2 separate regions of the Sus scrofa genome follow, and region 2 is linked to region 1. The links are chromatin contacts, called in public Hi-C maps. All regions are on one chromosome and are shown on one strand. The core of a region is the stretch at or near the end of the contact, and the rest is flanking DNA. Distances in the headings are between cores, read along the strand shown. Region 1 holds the start of GZMA (granzyme A (granzyme 1, cytotoxic T-lymphocyte-associated serine esterase 3)). Region 2 holds the start of GPX8 (probable glutathione peroxidase 8).

Evidence for each region. A called contact is a pair of places that touch in the nucleus more often than the background predicts.
Region 2: a Hi-C map of fetal liver shows a contact between it and region 1, with 1.9 times the contacts expected there. The contact joins the promoter of GPX8 here to the promoter of GZMA in region 1. A contact is called at or near these places in 19 of 47 Hi-C or Micro-C datasets (adipocytes, adipose tissue, alveolar macrophages and 10 more).

The regions. Positions count from the first base shown.
Region 1 is chr16:34,260,423-34,266,111 of Sscrofa11.1, reverse strand. GZMA (granzyme A (granzyme 1, cytotoxic T-lymphocyte-associated serine esterase 3)) reads right to left here and starts at 3,617. Exons shown (of 5, transcript NM_001143709.1): 1 at 3,541-3,617; 2 at 1,409-1,556. The coding sequence starts at 3,601.
Region 2 is chr16:34,332,961-34,338,401 of Sscrofa11.1, reverse strand. It overlaps GPX8 (probable glutathione peroxidase 8), which reads right to left and starts at 2,248. Exons shown (of 2, transcript XM_013984774.2): 1 at 1,822-2,248. The coding sequence starts at 2,025. All of the region lies in intron 2 of CDC20B (cell division cycle protein 20 homolog B), which reads left to right.

The sequences.
Region 1 (5,689 bases), core at 2,368-4,867:
GGAATCCCCATATGCCGCAGGAGCAGCCCTAGAAAAGGCAAAAAGACAAAAAAAAAAAAAAAAAAAAAAAAAGTCAAGCTTTTAATAGGAAGGACTGAAGAAATGAATCTTGATTTTACAGTGAAATTTTAAAGCTGAATCTCTAAATAAACAAGCATGCGTGCATGCACACATACACAGAAAAGCAAACAAATGAACTGCACTAGCCCTAAGTCTAGTTTATGAACCGAATGCTAGCTAATCTGGGAGAGGTGGGCACAAGCATTTCTTGTTTTGCTGGATAGACTTTGCAGCAAGTGGGCCTTTTAATCAAGTATGTCAGTGGTTAGCTTTATTTATAGTATTCACTGTGTTAAAGTTCTTACTTGATAAATTCTCTCTCTCTCTCTTTTTTTTTTTTTTTTTTGTAGAGCTGTACCTGAGGCATATGGAAGTTTCCAGATGAGGGGTTGAATTGGAGCTACAACTACTGGCCTACACCACACCACAGCAATGCCAGATCTGAGCTGCATCTGCGACCTACACCACAGCTCAAGGCAGTGCTGAATCCCTGACACACTGAGTGAGGCCAGGAATCGAACCTGCATCCTCATGGATACTAGTTGGGTTCCTAACCCGCTGATCTACAACAGGAACTTCTGACAAGTTCTCATTTGACACAATATAATGCAGATCAGTTTGGATCTTTTTTGTGGGAAGCTAGTTTTTAGGTCTCTTCTTTTATTCATGAAACCCTCCTAAAGCAAGCAGGGCAATAGTAGGTGCCAGTTACCAACAGCAGGTACTGATGAAGAAAACAGCAGCATAGGATGTGATAAACATTATTCTGACTTTCAAAGCACAATTAGGAAAAACATTAGTTTGAACCATAGGAAATGGCTATTTTGTAAAGTAGAACAGTTAAATGTCAGTAATTTCTTATGGTTCAATCTAATATGTAGCAACACGGGATAAAACAAATTATGTATTATATAACAGTTATGATTATATAACAGTGAGTAAATTACTTGTAATCACAGAGAACAATGGCTCAACTGTGTAAAATATACTTATGGAAAAAGACTGCAACAAAATATAGCAAAATATTAGCAGTGGTTGTTGTGAAATTGATGACATTATGAGTTCTATTTTTCACCTTTCTTGTTTTTCAGAATGTTAATAATGTTGCTATTTATGGTGAAAAATATTTTAAAATAATATGAGAAAATGGTCATGCATTTCAATTTTATTCTATAAGATCTGGCTTTTGCTAATAGAAATAAATATCACAGTACATAACATTGAATGTGCTTGTCCACTTTCTTCTCCATTCCTGCCTAGTTTTGGCTTTGGACTTCGCTGTCACTTTTACAATTCTTGTGCCCCTCCCCAAACTGCCTGAGAATGAGAGTAGCTCAGAATTACTTACAGGTCACAGTGAGCAGCTGTCAACACCCAGTTTTCTTTGATCAAAGCCCCTGCACAGACTTTCAGCCCTTCAATTAAAGCCATGTAGCGCCTTGTGTGGGGTGACACTTCATTTCCTCCTATAATTCCGTCACAGGATACTGGAAAAACTGAAAGAGTAATCCAGAGTGAAATCCTATCTTATGACCAAGTCATGCTTCCCTCTGAGAAAGTTCTGATAAAATGAAGTTATCCAGAATGAGTACATAGACATGCACTCTGGGTCAGGGAGAGATCAAAGCAGTTCAAATGGTACAGTTTCTACAGTTTTCCATGACAGCTGTGGATAGTAGTTATCTTGAATTTAAATGATGTTTCTTTTGCTCAAGAATTCAAAGCACCTTTAACATAATGTCTTTCTCCTTCCTATCCCTGGGAGGTGGAACATATCTGATAACAGAGTCTTTTTCTTCAGGCTCAAAAAGCAAAAAGATTAAAGACTTACCTAATATTAGATAGTTAGAGCAGATTGGGGAGAAATCCCATTCTTTTGTTTCTGCCATTCCTAGTCTATTTACTTCCTACTGCAGGCTGCCCTGTCTTAATTTTGGGTTGGATACTATGCTTTTGGCCTTGAAAAATCTCACAGCATCCCCTGGTGGGATTATTATTTGGAATGATAATTTGGTAAATTATATTAAAATCAAAGAAAAAAATCAACAATTATTATTAACTATAATAATGACAGCATCTATGATTTACCAGGCACTGGTTAGTTCCAGACACTGGCTCTGATGTTTACTATAATGCCAGGTGGGTGTTATTATTCCCATGTAGAGATAAGGAACATGAAGTTTAGAGAGGCCAATTACCTTGTTTAAGTTCATACAACTAATAAATAGCGAAGGAGTGTTCTAATTTGGTTCTACATCATGAAAAAAATTCTTTCCATTGTGAAGCACTGTTTTTCTAAAGCTGTGGCTCTTTACTTTTGTTATTTTTGAAATATAGAGCCATTTGAGAATCTGATAACGTATAGACACACATACGCATATAAGTATTTGCATATAGTTTTGGGAGACTCATAGACTTCTTAATGGCTTTCCATGGCCTTGAAGGGACTCATGGATCACATGTAAAGAATCCCAGCTCTGAAGGTCTCACTGAGCCTCTAAGGTATCACAGTATGTGGTTAAGAACATGGACTCTGGGTTCATATCCCAGCTCCCCTACTTACTAGCTGACGACTTTAGTAAACTCACTTAACCTCTCCATGCCTTAGTTTCCTCTTGTGTAAAATGGGCTGATAACAGTGATACTTAAGAAGAGTAAATGTAGGAGTTCCCGTCTTGGCGCAGTGGTTAACGAATCCAACTAGGAACCATGAGGTTACAGGTTCGATCCCTGGCCTTGCTCAGGGGGTTAAGGATCCGGCGTTGCCATGAGCTGTGGTGTAGGTTGCAGATGAAGCTCGGATCTCGCGTTGCTGTGGCTGTGGTGTAGGCCGGTGGCTACAGCTCCGATTAGACCTCTAGCCTGGGAACCTCCATATGCCACAGGCATGGCCCTAGAAAAGACCCCCCCCCCAAAAAAAAGAGTAAATGTAAAACATTTAGAATATGTCTATACTTAATTATAAGTTTTACTAAATGTTGGCACATGTATATACATATAATTTATTGGATTATTTTACACAGATGTTATTTCTTTCACCACCCCTACCACTGGAAATAGATACTCACAAATAAATTCTAAACCAAAAGTTTTAAGATTTATCTGAGAGCTATGACTACTCAATTGTATCTGTATGACTGAGACATCCAGTTAGTAAGTAATCTACCTATCCCCAATTTAATGGCTTTATTGGTTTATCACTTGAAGGTTTTGCTCTGGAGACCTGGCCTGAATTTATGAGAATCTCCAGATACAGTTAATGCTTTCATATTATTCCTATAGACACAATAGGGTACATTTTCATCTTAAAAAGCCAATATGCCATTCAGATAGCAAAGACAAAAGGTAACATGAAAAACTATTGGAAATTAAGTTATGGTTTCTTTTTCCCCTTTACACAACATTAAACAAAAATTAAACCAATATAAAATTCTCTTTTCTCATGAGCAAAACTGAAAAGCATATGGAACTATGTCTTACCTCCAGGAATTATAAGGAGACACATGGCAGCAGGAAAAAAGAAAGGAAAAGGAATTTCCATGGCTTCTGTTACTCACATATGGAGACTATTTAGTTTCAGGTACTGACTTGGTAATATATAATGAAACACAAAGGATGTGGTTTTTTTCTTTTTTTTTCTTTCTCTGCCGTGTGGCTAAAGATTTTGGTGTTTTATTAGTGGGAAACCTAACTTCATTTTAGAGACACTGTGGTCACTTATTTGTTTCACATTTCCTTCATTAGAACTCTCCTATCTTAAAGGGTAAAGATGAAGCCATGGAGACTATGATAAATTAAAGACATTAAACAGAAAATTCCTCTTTTTTGACAACTTCTTCACTTTCAAATATGAGTTTATTTTTAAAAACTGAGATTTCAAGTCTATATCAGAAATTGTTTTGAAGTATCGTCTTTATATCTCTTCTAATAGGGAAAGGACAGATATTCAATGCATTCAATGTTGAGATTTCTGGGTAATCACAAACGAAAACTGAAGTTAGATTCTTAAGCACACATTTCACCTATAAAAGCACTAAATGAAGATACCGATAAATATTTTTACACATGTAGAAACAAGAAAGTGGCTTTAAGATATAACAGCAAAGGCAAAAAGAAAAGATTGATAGATTCAGTGATTAAAAGTTGAACTTTCTGTACCTCACATCAAATATAAAGCCAAATTGTAAACATTTTCCATTGATGTGACACAAATAGCTATTTTTATAAAGCAATAAGATGAATCTCTGAAAAGAAAAATAGTCAGAGAATGTGAACAAGTAATTTACAAAAGAAGAAATAAAAATGGCTGCTATATTCCTAATCTATAGAGGTGTGCATATGTACACAGGACAAGTTAGCAATAATAAAAATCCAATTTAAAACATTTTAATGTAATTTTTTGCCTGTCAAATTACTAAAAATTAAAAAGCAAACAAAAAAATACCCTCCAATGTTGGAAATTCTCATGTGCATATAATAATTCAAACTGCTACTATATTTCTGGAAGGTGATACATGTAAAGATATGACTAAATTTTTGCATGGTCTTTGATCCAAGACATGTCTATGATTCATAATTTAAAAAATTGTGGAGTTGCATAAAAATTTAGCTATAAGGAGTTCCATGAATTATTGTTCCTAATGAGAAAAAGTTGAAAATAGTCAAAATGCTCCTAAATAAGGAATTAGTAATTATATAGTTTCCCATTGTTGCTGTAACAAATTACTACAAACTTAGTGGCTTAAAACAATATAAATTTATTTTTCACAGCTCTACAGGTCAGACGTCTGATGTGCTGACACCTGGGTGAAAATCAAGGTGTCAGCTGGGCTGCATTCCTTTCTAAGGGAAACTCCATTTCCTTGCCTTTTCCAGCTTCTAGAGGCTGCCCACATTCCTTGGCTCCCTTCCAGCTTCAAAGCCATCAATAGCTGGTGGAGTCTTTCTCACATTGCCTCACCCTGACACTGACTCGTCTTCTTTCCGCTGCTTCCACTCTTAAGGATCCCTGTGATTACACTGAGCCCACTCAGATCATCTCTCTGTTTTAGGTTGAGCTGATCAGCAGATCAGCAGTGTTAATTTTATCTACAATCTCGATTCCTCTTTGCTATGCAAAAGCTCAAGGGATTAGGATGTGGGCATCTTTGGGGTAGGTGGGAAGCATTATTTGGCATGTAAGTACATTATAATTCATCTGTATAACCATTCTGTGCAACAATTAAATAACATGGAAAGTGATCACAAAAATGTTACTATATCAAACACCTCCTATGTGTCACCACAGATCCCCTTGACCTTATGAAATCCATGGAGCATGGTCATTTGTTCCTCTTCAGTTACCTGTGGATACCAATTCTGCATGGCCTGTACCATCTTGGGTACCACCTGACAGCACCCTGCCTTATACCTGCATGATGCATCTTTTGCCTTGCATCCCTGGACTCCATTGCCAATGCTGCTGAGATCTAAGGCTCAGCGTGATGCAGAAATGCAGAGTTCAAGCCTTTTGGAAACATCTATTGTTTAGAGGAGATAGAATCTAGTGGATAAATAGGTTATTTTTTGAAGCAGTAATTCTTACTGCTCTTGGAAAATATTCTGAGCAATTAGTTGTGTTTGATGCCAA
Region 2 (5,441 bases), core at 999-3,498, 74 kb before region 1:
TGTCCTTTATTACTTATTTATTTTATTCATTTTGGCTGTACCCATAGTATGTGGAAGTTCCTGGACCCGGGATCCAATAAACACCACAGCAGCAAACTGAGCCACTGCAGTGACAATACTGGATATTTAACCCCCTGAGCCACATGGGAACTTTAGAATAGTGTCTGGCACACTGTAAGCTTTATGTGTATAAGTACTTTAATTATTAACATGCTCAATCCTCCAAATAATCTTAAGGGATAGATACTGTTGATAATGTCATTTTACAAATGAGGAAACAGGCACAGAGAAGTTATGTGCCTGAAGCTACACAGCAAAAGCAATGGACAGGGGTTTCAACCCATGTAGACTGGGACCAACTCTTTGTTACTATGCTATACTACCTTTATGCTGGAAAAAATTTTACACAGATTTCTGTAGCTAGCATAATTACAGAGATAGCCTAACACTACCCTCCTCCTCCAAAAAAAAAAAAAAGAAAAATCAAGCTATATGTTTTGAATTTTACCAAAACCACCCGGCAAACTGAGATATTATTCACCCTTGAGGATAATGTGTCAGATAAGGAAGGTGACATAAAATTAACCACAAAGAAGTTTAACTAAAAATGCTCAGCAATATTCATGAGAGATGTATAGTTTTAATAATAGGGAAGGACATTTTCCCACATATTAGTCACACAGAGGAGGATTGTAATATTTTGTAAAAATAGCCATGACCAATCTTAAATTCTTCAGGAAAATGATCATAAGGAATAAAATACATCGGAGTAGATTTATTTTGCTGTCCAAGAAGTTAAAACACTGACTTCAGGGAAGCCTAACTTCCAGACAATTACAAAGGATGAGAATCTAGCTCTTTGATAGTTTTATAAAACTTGCCCACTAAAACATTTCAAATGAAATAGGAAAGTATGGTCCTCGCACATTTGTTTTAAAAATGAAAAGCAATGAAAAACATTAAATTGGTGAGGCAAGGCAGATATTTACCAACAAGAAATCTAAATGCAGGTTCTGCTTCAGATCCTAGAATCTTAATCTTGTGGAAGATGGGGAATGTTACTCCGTAGTTATTTCTTGCAAAAGATAATACTTCCTTGCTTGGGCGGGGCTCCGATTCTCCAAACTGATTGCATGGAAAAGCCAAGACGCTGAAGTGGAATGGTCCAAACTCTTTGTGCAGTTCCTGCAGTGCTAAGTAATTTCTGTCTGTGAGTTGGCAGTCACTAGCCACGTTTACAACTAGTGCAACCTCCCGGAAAAAGAAAAAAATCCAACCGGAAAGTGAAGCAAATAAAAGATTAAAAAAAAATTCTGCAAGTAGTTAAAATCCTAAACCATTTTGGAGGAATACAGCCCTTGATAGACGGTTATTTCATATTTTTATATATACCAAATAATACTGAAAATCATAACCCATATGCATGAGTTAAAACTCTAATAAAAGATCACAGTAATTAAGAAAGCCCCAGGTACTCAGGGAAAGTTTATTTTTAAATAAAAGATAAAATATGATTATTGAAAGAGTGCTTTTTAATATTGTCAAATTATGGATTAATACTCTTGTTAATGTCTACGTATTCACATTACTAAATACAAGAATTTCCTAAACGACTTTAAAAGTATTATTTCAGCACTTAAAACATTTTAAAGCAGTTAAGATAATCAGTTTATCAATGAGAAATATACTATGAGATACTAAAGTGATATACTAATATTACTTTGAAGACTAAATTATAACACTATAAACATATAAATTGACTATTAAGAGAATAAGAACGTGGACAGAAAATACAAAGAAAAATCAGAAGATGCAACTTACTTTGCCTTTAAACTTTTCCAGAGAAACCGTTCTTCCTTTTGCATCTTTCACTTCAAAGTTATAAAAGCTGTTGATTTTAGGTTTTAGGAATTTTAGTTGTAGAAGAAATAGCATTACTGTACAGAGAACCATAGACAGCAAAACTGCAAATACCTTTGCTTTGGGCCCTGAACATCTTAAAGGGTAGGCTGTGAGAGGCTCCATTTTGGATGATTCCAGAGTGTCGTCTCAACAGGCTGGAATTCAAGGAGGAGCTGAAACTTGAAACCGGCTCAGTGTAACGGAAAGTCAGAAAGGACAGACTAGCGCCTTTCATGCCTCAGATGGAGAATGGAGTGAAACTCCCGAATGAAGTCAAAAGCTCTAGAGAATATCCGCTGCAATTTTTGCTAGAAAAAATATCGGGACATTTTGGGTAGTACTTGAAGATAGTCCCAACAAAGGAAATATTCCGCCAGAAGATGGTGCCCTTGTAACTTGAAAACTGTGAAGTACTCCCAGCAATTGCCTGGATGTGTTGGAATATTGGATATATAATACCCAGCAATAGTTCATAATATTGATTAAATTGGTCTATTAATATATCTCTATAGGAATTTAATATATATATATGCATGTAATCTTCATACGGCTTAAGCATGCTATGTGAATTCAAGGTATTAAGAGTAGAAAGGGTACTGAAATATCTGAAAAGGCTACTTGCTCTGACCTCATCTAGCTAAGTCAATGCTAAGTGAATATAGCAAAAAATTGATCAAAGCAATGATGGCTTAAAAAAAAAACCCTCCTCTATCATAAAGCAAACTATAGTTCAATGATTTTTCAAATTTTTGCTTATGATGCATAGAAAGAAATGCACTTTATGAGTATACACAGGCACATGTAACTGTGACATTTCATTAAGCAGTGCTTCTGCTTTGAACTGTGATGCCCTGTGGTCTATTGCGTTTTTAAAAACAGCATGGTTCCGACCCATGAAAATGATTGTTCACCAATGGGCTGCACACTGGAAAAATACTGCAGTCTATAATAAAGTAGGAATTTAACAAATAAGATATTTCTACACAAAAGGCAAACACAACTCCCACCCCCACTCTATACCCCCTTCTTGGGTGCATCATCTAGTTGCTTCATTTTGTATCTTTATTTTTCAAGTGGCTGTTGCTTTCTACAGAAGATCTAACTTTGTTGAAAACTTTAGGGGCATGCATGGAAAGGGAGTTGAGGGCTGCCTATCCTGAAATCTATGGTTCCTTTAGCTACCTTAGAAAATATCCTGTTCAGGATATGTAGCAAGTTTTGAAAAAAAGGTGCTTTGTTCCTCTAGGGTCTGACTGTTGGTGTGTGTAAGTTTCCAGATAATGCTAGAGAAGTCTGAGAAGCTTGAGAGAGTCCCTTCCCATCCTTGTTAGATCTTTAGAGCTTTCAAGCTTGCTAAGGAGGCTGCTAGCTCTGCTCCCATCCCTGCTTCTGAGGTGTGCGTGTGTCTGTGTGTGGAGGTTGTTGAGCAATGCCCACAGCTTAGGCACATTAACCTGGCAGAGACCATAAACCACTTCACTCCCACTCTTGGGGCCTAATAAGAGTGGATGCAAAAGAAAACTTTTCCCTTATAATTTCTAGTAAAAATTGAAAATATACACAAAAATGTATTCTACCACTTTTTAACTGTAGTAATTTTAATTTGGTATTCTTAAGCTGAGTTATGGAAAAAGTCAAAATCCCTGTGTTTATATTACACCCAAACACCGCGAAGTAACTTAAATTCTCTGGCCTTGCTCCTTCAAGTCTTGTCTGCAGCACTGCTGTCACCTGGGGCTTGTTAGAAACATAATATCCCAGGCCCTTCCAAGGCTTTCTGAATCAGGAGCTGAATTTTTACAAGATCCCCTCACGACTCAAGTGAACATTTAAGCTTGAGAAATTTTAGACCTCAATCTTCTTCTGGTTTGCAGAGCAACAAGTTTCTTTGGCTTCCCTTTATCTTCCATAGTAGACATGTTTTGTGTCTCTGGGTCTACGTTAGATACTTTAGCTCCTCAGGCTGTTCAAGCAAATGGCTTTAAAAGTTTAATTCACAGAATCTGCTGTGAATCATGTAAACTCATCCCATTATAACTGTGCTTTGAGGGGGGGGGATGTTGACTCACCAACCCCCAGGCAAGACCCTATAGGGTGATATTGTTTTGATAAAGTCATTATGGTAACTTCTGGTCCATTGTTTTCTAAGTAAAGAATCTCTCATTGAGTGATCCAGAGCTAAAAGCACTAGAGAACGCCAATATCCTGCTGTATGAACTTGCAAGAGGTGGCTGTATAAGCCATAGTGCCAGTTTTTACAGCCAGAAATAAAACATTTAAATACAGACCTGATGTTTCAGGTTTGACAAGAAAATCCGCTCTATATGAAAACTACTTTGAAAGCTTAAGTAAATCCCTTGTCAAGGATGAAATAAGAGCCAGTTTGTTAATTTTGTAATTCTTAAGGCTTAGGAGCATAAGATTTATGTATATATATATACACACACGCACACACATATATATATTTATGATAATATAAATATTCATACAGGCCTATTAACCAAACATTCAAGACAACATTTGGGGAACTCCCACCCTATATGGTGGTGAACACAGATTTTGGACCTTAGAAGCTTTCTTCATTTGGGAGAATCTTTCTCTGTATATATTTTGATATCATCACCTCTCAGCTTTCTGGTTATCTGCCATCATTTCCTATATGTTCTGTCTATACTAAGACCATCTTCAGACTATTAGTAAATCAACATTACAAATTTCTCTGCATAGGGGATCATATATTAGAAAACCCATCAGCACTCTTTCGGAAGAGCTAGAAAGGCTTCTTAAAGGAGGGGAAGTGATTGATGAGGTTGAAGGCAAGGTTAAGGGAAGCTACTGGGTCAAGAATGGGATAAAGCTGTTGACTCAGTTAATCAAACAACTCAGGTACTGTAGAAGATACAATAAAGTATAAGTGATGGAGGCAGCCTCACACAAGTATGAAATCAATTTTGGGTACAAAATGCACATGAAATGAGGGAGCAATTATAGAGCAGCAAATAACTAAGAGCTAAAGGAATGACTTAGTTTGTTTATTTATTTATTTATTTGGTCTTTTTGCTATTTCTTGGGCCGCTCCCGCGGCATATGGAGGTTCCCAGGCTAGGGGTCCAATCAGAGCTATAGCCCCTGGCCTACGCCAGAGCCACAGCAACGCGGGATCCGAGCCGCGTCTGCAACCTACACCACAGCTCACGGCAACGCTGGATCGTTAACCTACTGAGCAAGGGCAGGGACCGAACCTGCAACCTCATGGTTCCTAGTCGGATTCGTTAACCACTGCACCACGACGGGAACTCCGGAATGACTTAGTTTAAGAGCTTTATACTACATACAAGTCCCAGAAATACATAAATAACATATTTTTAGGAAGCTATTTTTGTATATGTAATATATAAAATAGTCATATATTTATTTTAAAGGGAATCATGCGTGGTATAAAGCTCTTTATAGATATCATGTAACAATTATTTGAAATAGGAAGAAGTTAATAACTCACCCAAGATCACAGAATTAGTAAGTGGGACAAGCAAGACTAG